Linked DNA regions of Sus scrofa: region 1 is linked to region 2. A link is a contact called in public Hi-C data. All regions are on one chromosome and are shown on one strand. The core of a region is the stretch at or near the end of the contact, and the rest is flanking DNA. Distances in the headings are between cores, read along the strand shown. Region 1 holds the start of HP1BP3 (heterochromatin protein 1-binding protein 3). Region 2 holds the start of DDOST (dolichyl-diphosphooligosaccharide--protein glycosyltransferase non-catalytic subunit).

Region 1 (4,923 bases), core at 2,303-4,802, 110 kb before region 2:
TTCTTAAGGGATCCGAGCTGTGGCCTGGCTTTTGGTTACTTCTGTGTGAAATTACAATCCATCAGCCTTGACTTGTGGGAAAAATAAAGATCAAGCTTGCTAGGAACAGAAACTTCTCTCCCCACCAGGCAATCAAGAATTATTCTTCAAACATCAATATGTTAACATGAGGTGGACTATGAGTAAAATAGTTTGATGTATCTTTCAATGCTCAGCCTCATGCTGCATTGTCAAAACTCTGGTCTGGAATATTCTCAGAATCTGCAATTTCTTCAGCTTCTATCCTTATGCCTAAATCTCCAAAGTCACATATTTTGCTTTTCTACACAAAACAATACCTTTTAGCTTAACAGACTTAAGCATCACTTAGCTTTAAATTTGAGGAATAGTTAAAAACTGATCACATTGACCATAGGCCAGGATGTCTGCAAAGCAAGCTATATGCTAAAGTTTCAACAAGGACTTGGCTTCTAAAAGAAATGGATGTTTTTGGTTGAAAACGAGATGATACAATTGCATTTTGGGAATTTCCTAACACTTGCTTTTCTAGTTCACAAAACCCTACATTTCCTCAAGTTTCTGGGTCTCCTGAGCCATTTATCTTCTAACCTGGGCGGCCCTGGGCAGAACTGTGCAGTCATGACAGATGACAGCATAATTATTCCTCTTCTGTCTCCTGGAAGCTCCTCCTCTAGTCAGACACGCAGAATTCTTACTCTTCTGATCTGTAACTGTCAAATGGAGAGCTTTTGATTCTCAGCTACAGAGGTTGAAACAATTAATTCATGGGAGTTCCTATTGTGCCTCAGCGGGTTAATAACCCAACTGGCATCCATATGCCACAGGTGCGGCCCTAAAAAGCAAAAAAATAAATAAGTAAAACAGTGAATTCTCAACTATCAATTTGAGGCCAGTATTTCAGTTCTCCTTGCTACTATCACTTTGAAAGTGCTATAGAAGAGAGTGAAGCTTAAAAGGAATGAATGTTGGAACTTCAAGGACTTTGATATCAGTGTGAGAAGTCTCCGGGCAAGAGGGTTTTACTAGTGCTGTGACCATAACTCCATACACTCTATAAGATCTGTCCTGCTCCTAAACACACAAAGGTATGTGTTCCCTCCAGTGAAGAACATCAAACAGCCTCACTGCTTAAGTAAAGGGTATAAAACTCATCATGTAACTGTTTTTAACAAACGCAACTGAATGATGTATACTATACAACCAGTATAGCTCAAAGAAAGCCAAGTGAGAAAAACTATAAAACCATACCCCCAAGGAGTCTTAACGCAGATTCAGCTAAGTATAAAAATCAAAACTGATGACATATTACATTTAGCAGAGGTAAAATGCCTAAGCACTAAAACACGCACAATAAAAATTTCAAATCCCTTTGTAAGTGAAAAACAGCTTCAGACTTGAGCGGTAGATTTAGTGCATGGAGTGGGGGCACGTGCAAGCCTCCATGTGCACCCTCTTGAAAAATAATTTTGTTTCAGGGTTTTCCCTCAGGTGTATATATTGCAAACAACAGAGTAAGGTTTGTGTTTGTGTGTTTTTTAAAATAAAAAATCTGTGGAGAGGAGAAATCTAGTTTTCTCTTACCTGTGTGTCAACTTCTTGCATGAGATGGGGCTACAGACATTTGAGGGAAAAAGAGGAAAGATAGGATGTTTTAAGTATTTGAATACATAAACATGGAAGAGTCTTTACAAAGGGAGATTGGACTTCCTACTGTGTGGCACAACGGAATCAGCAGCATCTCTGCAGCGCCAGGATGCAGGTTCAATCCCTGGCACCTACAGTGGGTTAAAAGATCCTGTACTCACAGCTGCAGTGTAGGTAGAAAACTGCTGGCTCATGGGAGTCCCGCAGCAGAGATGAATCCAACTGAGGTTGCAGGTTCGATCCCTGACCTCGCTCAGTGGTTTAAGGATCCGGTGTTGCTGTGAGCTGTGGTGTGGGTCACAAATGCAGCTCAGATGCTGTGGATGTGGTGTAGGCTGAGAGCTGTAGCTCCCATTCGACCCTTAGCCTGGGAACTCTATATACTGCGGGTGTAACCCTAGAAAGTACACACACATAAAAATCTGGGCTCAGGAGTTCCCGTCGTGGTGCAGTGGTTAACAAATCTGACTAGGAACGATGAGGTTGCGGGTTCGATCCCTGCCCTTGCTCAGTGGGTTAACAATCCAGCATTGCCATGTAGGTCGCAGACATGGCTCGGATCCTGCGTTGTTGTGGCTCTGGCATAGGCTGGTGGCTACAGCTCCGATTCAACCCCTAGCCTGGGAACCTCCATATGCCATGGGAGCGGCCCAAGAAAAAAGGCAAAAAGACAAAAAAAAAAAAAAGAAAGCAAATTAAAAAAAAAAAAAATCTAGGCTCAGGTCTGATCGCTGCCCAGGAACTCCATAAGCCACAGGGCAGCCAAAAAAGAGGGAAAAGGGGGGGGGGAGACAAAAGATAGAAATGTTGATAAGGAAATGAGTAGGTTGAAGAAATGGCACAAAGTAACCAAAACCCCTTGTGAACATGTTTAGCCTGACACTAGAACACCAGGGCACTGGTAATGTAATCGGGATGTTAATGATAACACCTTGTAAAGAATTGGTGGTGGTGTGGTGGTTAAATTTTTATACAGCTGATCTTGGAACAGATGGAGTAGATGGCTATACCTGGGAAGGCTGGTGAGACAGTTAATGGCAGAGCCTGAGGACTGAGCTAAATGATTTCACAAATCTTTAAAATGACAGGAACATGCATTTGAGAATTAGTCATACTACTGTGAGCCTCAAGGCAATTGTGCTTATTATTTCCCTATATTCATTACCCAAACCCTCTCTACCCCCGACAAAACACCTACTATTGGAGATACATCGAATTTTCCCAAACTGATTTTGAAAAGTTACACTTTTTAACAATACGTAGCCTAAGTACGCTGATACCAACCTAATATGACATTTCCTAGGGAATTCCGTTTTCTAATCCCAAGGTTTCCTTGTTGAGAACCCTCCCGCGTTTGCGGATTAGGGAGCCAGGGAAGACTCATGATTAGAAAATCAACTTTCACAGTTCTTTTCCTGAGCCATTACTCTGCCCTGTACTGTATGGATACTTAATGGGAACGAATGAGAGGAAATGAACTTTCCGCTGAATTCCTAATTATTCCACGGTCTTCAAAGAAGCTAAACTGAGAAGCGGGAAATGCCAACCCCTCTAACGGCAGGCAGGCGGATCGCCAAAGCCAAAGCCCAGTTAAGACCGGGGACTGAAATAGACCACAGAAGTGTAAGTGAAAAGAGTGTCCTTCCGAGGAAGCGAAACCTCACCACCCAAGCTAACGCGCGCCACTAGCACAGCGCCGGCGAAAGCTGCGCGCGGACACAGACCCCAGCCGGGTCGTCCCCGCGTCCCGGAGCGCCCTCTCGCGCCCCCGCGCGCCCGACCGGGGAGGCAAATCTCGCGCGCTCCCTTCGCTCCCGCGGGCTCGGGGCGCGGCCACCGGCGCGCGGGGGGGGCGGGGCTGGCAAAGGGGGCGCGCGCGAGCGCGCGCGCGGGGCCGCGGGCAGGGGGGCGGGGCGGCAGAGCTCGGCGGCTGGGCCTGGAGGACAGCGGCGGCGGTGGTGACGAGCGGCTACGACAGCGGCGTTGAGAAGCTGTGCGGGACGCGGGCGCCAGGAAGGGGGGAGCGCAGAGGTAACGCAGTACGGAACAGGCGGACGGGGAGTGGGCGCGGGTCGGCTAGACCCGAAGGCGAGTGGCAGAGGACGCTTGCCCGGGGCGCCGCCGCCGCTCCCTGAGCGGAGGGGGCGGGGCGCCCGCGTCCCTGGAGGTGGTGCCTTTTGTCTGCCTTCCCCGGCCGCTCCGCCCCCCCCATCCCTCCCCCCTGCGACCTAGCCCCCTGCCCCTTGAGCTGAAGCCTCCTCCGGGGCCCTCTGGCACGCGCGCTCCCGCCCTTGTTTTGTTTGGACTAGGGGAAGGTGGGGGAGCTCTTCCCTGATCGAGGGCCCTGCGTCCCAGTGCGCCTGCGCTGGCGTCCTCCCGCCCGCTCCGATTGGCTGAGAGTTTGCGCATGCTCCGGAGCCCCGCGGTGGACCCCCGACGTCCGCCCCCGCCCTCCCCTTCACCCCACTCCCTCAGCGGTTTTCCGGGCCGGTTCGAAAGATGCCGGCGGCGGTGACTGGCTGCGGCGGTCCCGCCCCCCCGGGTTCTCCGCCCCTGCCGCCGCCGCCGCCGCCATTACGGAGCTCCCAGCGGTGAGTGCGCGGGGCGTTGGTGCCCACGGTCCGCCGCTTCTTGGCTCGCGCGGGCGGGCGCTGCCCGGATCGCGGCGTGGGCCTCCCAGCGTGCCTTCCGCAGCGTGAGCCCGAGCTGTCAGCCGGTGTCCTCGGTGTCCGCCGCCGCTGAGCCCGCCCTCCTTGGCCTCGCAGTCTTCATCTTAGCTCCGCTCTCCCCCGCCTTGTGCTCGCGCAGCACACCGGCCGCTCCCTGCCTTTGTCTCTGCTGGTCTTTGCCCAGTCTCTCGGCGGTCTGGGCGCGCTGTCAGCTGTTGGCGTCCCTGAAAAGCCTTTTGCTGTTGCTGCCGCTGCCGCTGCCGCTGCTGCTGCGACGCGGGCCTAAGCTTTCGTTTTCCCGTATGGCTTTCCTAGAGCTTGTTGCTCACCGCTCCTTAGACGGTGTGGTTCTAGTTAACAAAGTCCAACTTGTGACTAGGAGCGTTTGTATAGAGATGGAGGCAGGAGTGGTCGAGTGAGAGCCCGGTTTCAGAGTTTTGATACCGAATTGACTACTGTGATGGAGAACGAGTCACAACTTTTTTGAGGGAGTGCGCTCCCCTGCACAAAGGACTGCGCAAGGTGAACCTTACCGCCCTCTCCGCATAGGCATTTTCTCTCTGTGGTTTATTATGCTTCCTGACTTTTC
Region 2 (4,862 bases), core at 784-3,283:
CTCCCTGTAATTGTGAGTACAGGTGTATTTTTTTCTGGGGAGAGCATCTGAGCTGTTGTTAGATTCTTAAAGGATCTGTGACCCAGGAAAGCAGAGACCCTGTTTTGGAGAATAGAAGCCATACTTTGCTGACCCCCAGAGACTCAGGTCTTGATAGCCCCCAGGGACTGTGCTGGAACTGTGTGTCCTAACATGGCCAGAAATGAATCCAAGCCACATACCTAGCTCCTTGCCCCTTGTACCCAAGGCCTGCCCTGTGGGAGGGGCCCACAGTCTGAGGGGAAAGGCCTGGCCTTTGGAGCTGTACTAAGGCTCATTTCACCCTGAGCCTTGTCTGTGAAATGGGGATAATACTGACCTCATAGGGTTACTGTGACAGTTAAATGAGATAGTGTATAATGTTCCCGGTACGTAGCAGGTGCTCTGTGTTAGTCGTCCTCTGTCCTTCCCGCAGAATTTTGTATTAATTACTGTGGTACCTGCCACAAGCCACATGCTGGGCCAAGGAGCTCAGGCCCTGGAGAAACTGGGATGGAGGGTGCTAGGTAACTTCGGAGATCAGTCTAAGGGGAGGCAGGCCAGTGCATACTTTGGAGTGAGAGGTCCCAAGATCAGTTCTTTATGGGGAACAGTGTGCCCTTGTGAAGGGAGCAGCATGGGACTACCGTAAAATCTAAGATGATCCCGGGCTTAAGGCGGGAATGTGGGGAGAGGGTTCCTGGGAGAAGAGGCTGCATGAACAAAGGGCAGGAGGTGGGGAAGCTCAGGGTATATGAAAGGAGGAGACCTGTTCCATGGAAGTCCCTGAGCAGGGACAGAGAGGGTAAGGCTGCCAAGATGAGTTTAGGTGGAAACTGTTCAGCCAGCTCTGAGCTAGAGGTAGATTGATGTGGCATCGTGTGCAGAAAGGCAGGAGGGCTGGGCTGCAGGGCAGGAGTTAGGGGCAGCCAGTGGGGATAGAGGTAGAATCCATTAAGGAGATGCACAGAGGGAGGTTTTGATGTTCTTGGCTTGGTGGACCAGTGTAAAAGGTCAGAAAAGGATGGCTGCCTTCTTTCTCCACAGTTACCTTCGTCATCTGCCCCAGGATCGTGGTTGGAACACTGAGAATAGTTGAAGTCTTGGAGATACTTGTGGTAGCTTTTATTTAGACCCATGGTGGTACTGAGGCAGTGAGCTGGAGGCCCCTGTGTCAGTTTAGAAGGAATGGGAGCCAGCAGTGCTGAGTAGAGGCTCAGCCTGACTCTGCATTAAGCGCTTCAAAACTCGCCCTAGTCCTCCCAAGAGCCTAGGCTGTCCCAGAGGTGGGCCTCGCCATTTCTATTGCCGGCCTAGGACCGTGGCCTGGAGACAAAGTGAAATGTCCAGATAACAGGCCTAGTGAGACATGGGGCTTGGAGATGAACTGAGCTAGAGCAATCTGCCAGACTGCCTCCAGCGTACGCCACCGGGCTGGGTAGGACAGGCTAGTGCCAAGGCCCGGTGAGCAGCGGGACAAAGTTCCCCCATCCCCCAGTGGCTGAACTTTTTCCAGCCACTACCTTCCTGGAGATAGTGGAGGTGGGGCATGGCTCCTAGTCCTGGGCCAGTGAAGACCGAGGAGGTGGCCCGCGGTGGGCCAGCCACCGCTCCAGAACGCTTGGGCCCAGACCTGGGCCAATAGGATGAAGAGGCGGGATCCGGCCCAAACTCGGCGGGAAGCGGGCTCTGGGCTCCCGAAGGAGGCCAGGGTGGGCGGAGCCAAAGGGCTCTCGACTCTGTTGATTGGCCACGGCAGCAGAGCTGTCTCTCTAGGATTGAGCCTTTTCTTTTCGGGGGGGCGGACCCGCGCGCCCCTTCCGCCAATAGCACTCGGAGAACCCACCTCCTACTGGGCACTTCCGGCCTTGCACCCCTCCACTCGCTGTCCGAGCAGCAGCTCCATAGGCCCAGCCCCGGCGTACAAGGATCACTTCCGGTGGTACTTCACTACCAAGAGCTGCGATTGGGCGACCGTGGAAGGGGCATTTCCGGTGTCCAGGTGCTTGGGTTCTTTGGCAGAAGTAGGAAGATGGAGCTCGGCGCCGCGGCCGTGCTTGGTCGCTCTTGTGGCTGCTGCTTCCCTTGCTTGGCCTGGTCGGCGCCAGCGGTCCCCGTACCTTAGTGCTTCTGGACAACCTCAACCTGCGGGAGACGCATTCACTTTTCTTCCGGAGCCTAAAGGGTGAGATTGGGGCCCGAGGCGGTGGCAGGTGGAAAGTCTGGGGATGGAAAGGTACCCAAGCCCGAGGACGCTGGCCACCCTCCTTCCCCCTGGTTTTCCACGAGCTGGCCGCCCGAGTCTGACCTGCCGCTAGTGGGGCGGGAGGGAGGGTGTGGGGGAGCACGCTCATGTTTTTTGCGGCAGTGGTTTACCTTTGCGACCCGTCTGCCTCAGCTCTCTGTTTTCTTTTGCAGATCGGGGCTTCGTACTCACATTCAAGACCGCAGATGACCCCAGCCTGTCCCTCATTAAGTACGGAGAGTTCCTCTATGACAATCTCATCGTCTTTTCACCTTCGGTAGAAGGTAAGGGCTGCGAGTCGTTCTCAGAACTGGGGTTCGAGGCCCAGGACTGGACCTTGGGCATCTTCTGGGATGGGATGGGTAACCAGACCTGGGCGCTGCTGCTACCAGAGAGGAGAAAGTGTTAACTTCTAACCTGGGCTTAGGAGAGGACATCTCTTTCTCGAAAGATACAGCTGAGGATTGTGGAATCACGTGTTGTTGCAGATCGTAGAACTCCCTGCTCTGCTACTCTGAGAAGGGAGTTTTCGCTGTTAAAGGACTCTGCCTGTGTGGAAAGAGGAAAGGGCATGTTCTAAATGGGATTTGCTGTAAAGAGATAAGTTGGTGGTAACTTGATTCTAAGAATTCAGATGGGATCTTAGGCTGAAAAGAACCTTTAGTGATTATCTAGTGCAACCTCCTATTTGAGGCTGTGGGGTTTTGTCCAGGGCTGGGCTAGTTGTTGAGTGGAATGAACATCTTCACCAGATTTTTCCATTGACATTGCTGTGAGAGAGCTCACTCTCTTATGAGGCAGCCTGCTCCACCACTGGATACTCTGTTAAGAAGTTCTTATATTAAGCTGAAGTTTTTCTCCCACTTCCCGCTGTTTTTGTTTTTGTTTTTGTTTTTGGCTGCTCCTGTGGTATGTGGAAGTGCCCAGGCCAGGGATCGCAGATTGAACCTGCACCATAGTGCAGTGGAAGTATGGGATCCTTAACATGCTGCACCACAAGAGAACCCCCCTATCCCGCCTCGCTGTGTTTATTTGGGTGGGTGAGAGGGGAGGGAAAGGGTTTCTTATACTCCCCAGGGCCTTAGAGAATAGGTCTAATGCTTATTTTGTTTATAACCATAGCCTTTGCCTAATCATGGCTTATTCTCTTGTTTCTTCTTCAGACTAAATATCCCCAGTTCCTTGGTCTGTTCCTCTTTTGCTGTGCTTTTTTTTTTTTTTTTTTCCTTGTCTTGTCTTTTTGCCTATTTTCTAGGGCCACTCCCGTGGCATATGGAGGTTCCCAGGCTAGGGGTCTAATCGGAACTGTAGCCACCGGCCTACACCAGAGCCACAGCAACGCAGGATCCGAGCCACGTCTGAAACCTACACCACAGCTCACAACAATGCCAGATCCTTAACCCACTGAGCAAGGCCAGGGATGGAACCCGCAACCTCATGGTTCCTAGTTGGATTCGTTAACCACTGAGCCACGATGGGAACTCCTTGTGCTGTTTTGGTGAGCATTCTAGTTGTTCTCTTTAGTGGGTTTTTTTTTTTTTTTTTTTGTCTTTTTTGTCTTTTTTTTGTCTCTTTAGCACTGCATCTGTGGCATATGGAGGTTCCCAGGCTAGGGGTCCAACCGGAGCTGTAGCCGCTGGCCTATGCCACAGCAACGCACGATTTGTGCCAAGTCTGCAGCCTACATCAGAGCTCACGGCAACTTCGGATCTTTAACCCACTGAGCGAGGCCAGGGATCGAACCCTTGTCCTCTTGGATGCTAGTCGGGTTTGCTAACCGCTGAGCCACAACAGGAACTCCCTCTTCTGTAGTGGTTTTGATTTTATTTTTTTCTCAGAGTACACACATTGTCCATGCGTGGGGTAAGGACTGTTATCGCTTCCTTCAATTGCTGAAGCTTAGGAAGTCTTTCTCTTTATTGTGTATCTATTTTATTCTCTGTAATTTGTGGGACATTGGGCCCCGCCAAATCCCTGATGTATTTTTCCCTTAGTTCCCATCAGGGAACCCCAAGTCCCCTGTCTTTGGAACGGACTTTTTGGAGGCCAGTGCCATTGGGTGGATGTGACCTTATATTGTATCGGTTAAAATCTTCAAGTCACTAGGCAGGCAAATGGAGCCTTTAGCAGGTTGATTGGCATTTTCCAGGTTGCTGCCGTGTTGGCATTCTGAAATCAGTACTGAACAGACTGAGAGCCTGCGCTCCAGGAATCTTTCAGTCTGACTTTGAGGAAATAAAAATAAAGACTTGAAATGAGTTCCCAAACCATGTGTCGGGATGTCCAGGATGGAGTAGAGGGACTGACTGTCCAAGCTGTGCTCTGGAGGCAGCCCAGGACTGTCACTAGCGGCGGAGGCCGAGGTGGACTGTTGTTGGTGGGAGAAATGGTAGAGCCTGAAACAATTCACACGTTTTCTCATTTTTGTACCTCCTTCATGATTTTTACCTTATTCTGTATCTTTTGTGCTAATATTTTTCTTCAAATTGACCCACTTAAAAGAAAATGACAATAAGTTTAAAAGGAAACCAGTAATGGACCCATTATCACCACCGAAAATGGAATGCCAGCACCATCGCTTGCTTTCAGTAGCAGATAA

The links. A called contact is a pair of places that touch in the nucleus more often than the background predicts.
Region 1: a contact with region 2 is called in a Hi-C map of liver, with 6 times the contacts expected there. The contact joins the promoter of HP1BP3 here to the promoter of DDOST in region 2. A contact is called at or near these places in 3 of 47 Hi-C or Micro-C datasets (heart right ventricle, liver and skeletal muscle) and 2 of 2 datasets of contacts at active chromatin or transcription factors (alveolar macrophages and skeletal muscle).

Annotation. Positions count from the first base shown.
Region 1 is chr6:79,006,550-79,011,472 of Sscrofa11.1, reverse strand. It overlaps HP1BP3 (heterochromatin protein 1-binding protein 3), which reads left to right and starts at 3,552. Exons shown (of 12, transcript XM_021097635.1): 1 at 3,552-3,696.
Region 2 is chr6:78,892,891-78,897,752 of Sscrofa11.1, reverse strand. DDOST (dolichyl-diphosphooligosaccharide--protein glycosyltransferase non-catalytic subunit) reads left to right here and starts at 2,033. Exons shown (of 12, transcript NM_214188.1): 1 at 2,033-2,069; 2 at 2,072-2,203; 3 at 2,437-2,547. The coding sequence starts at 2,051.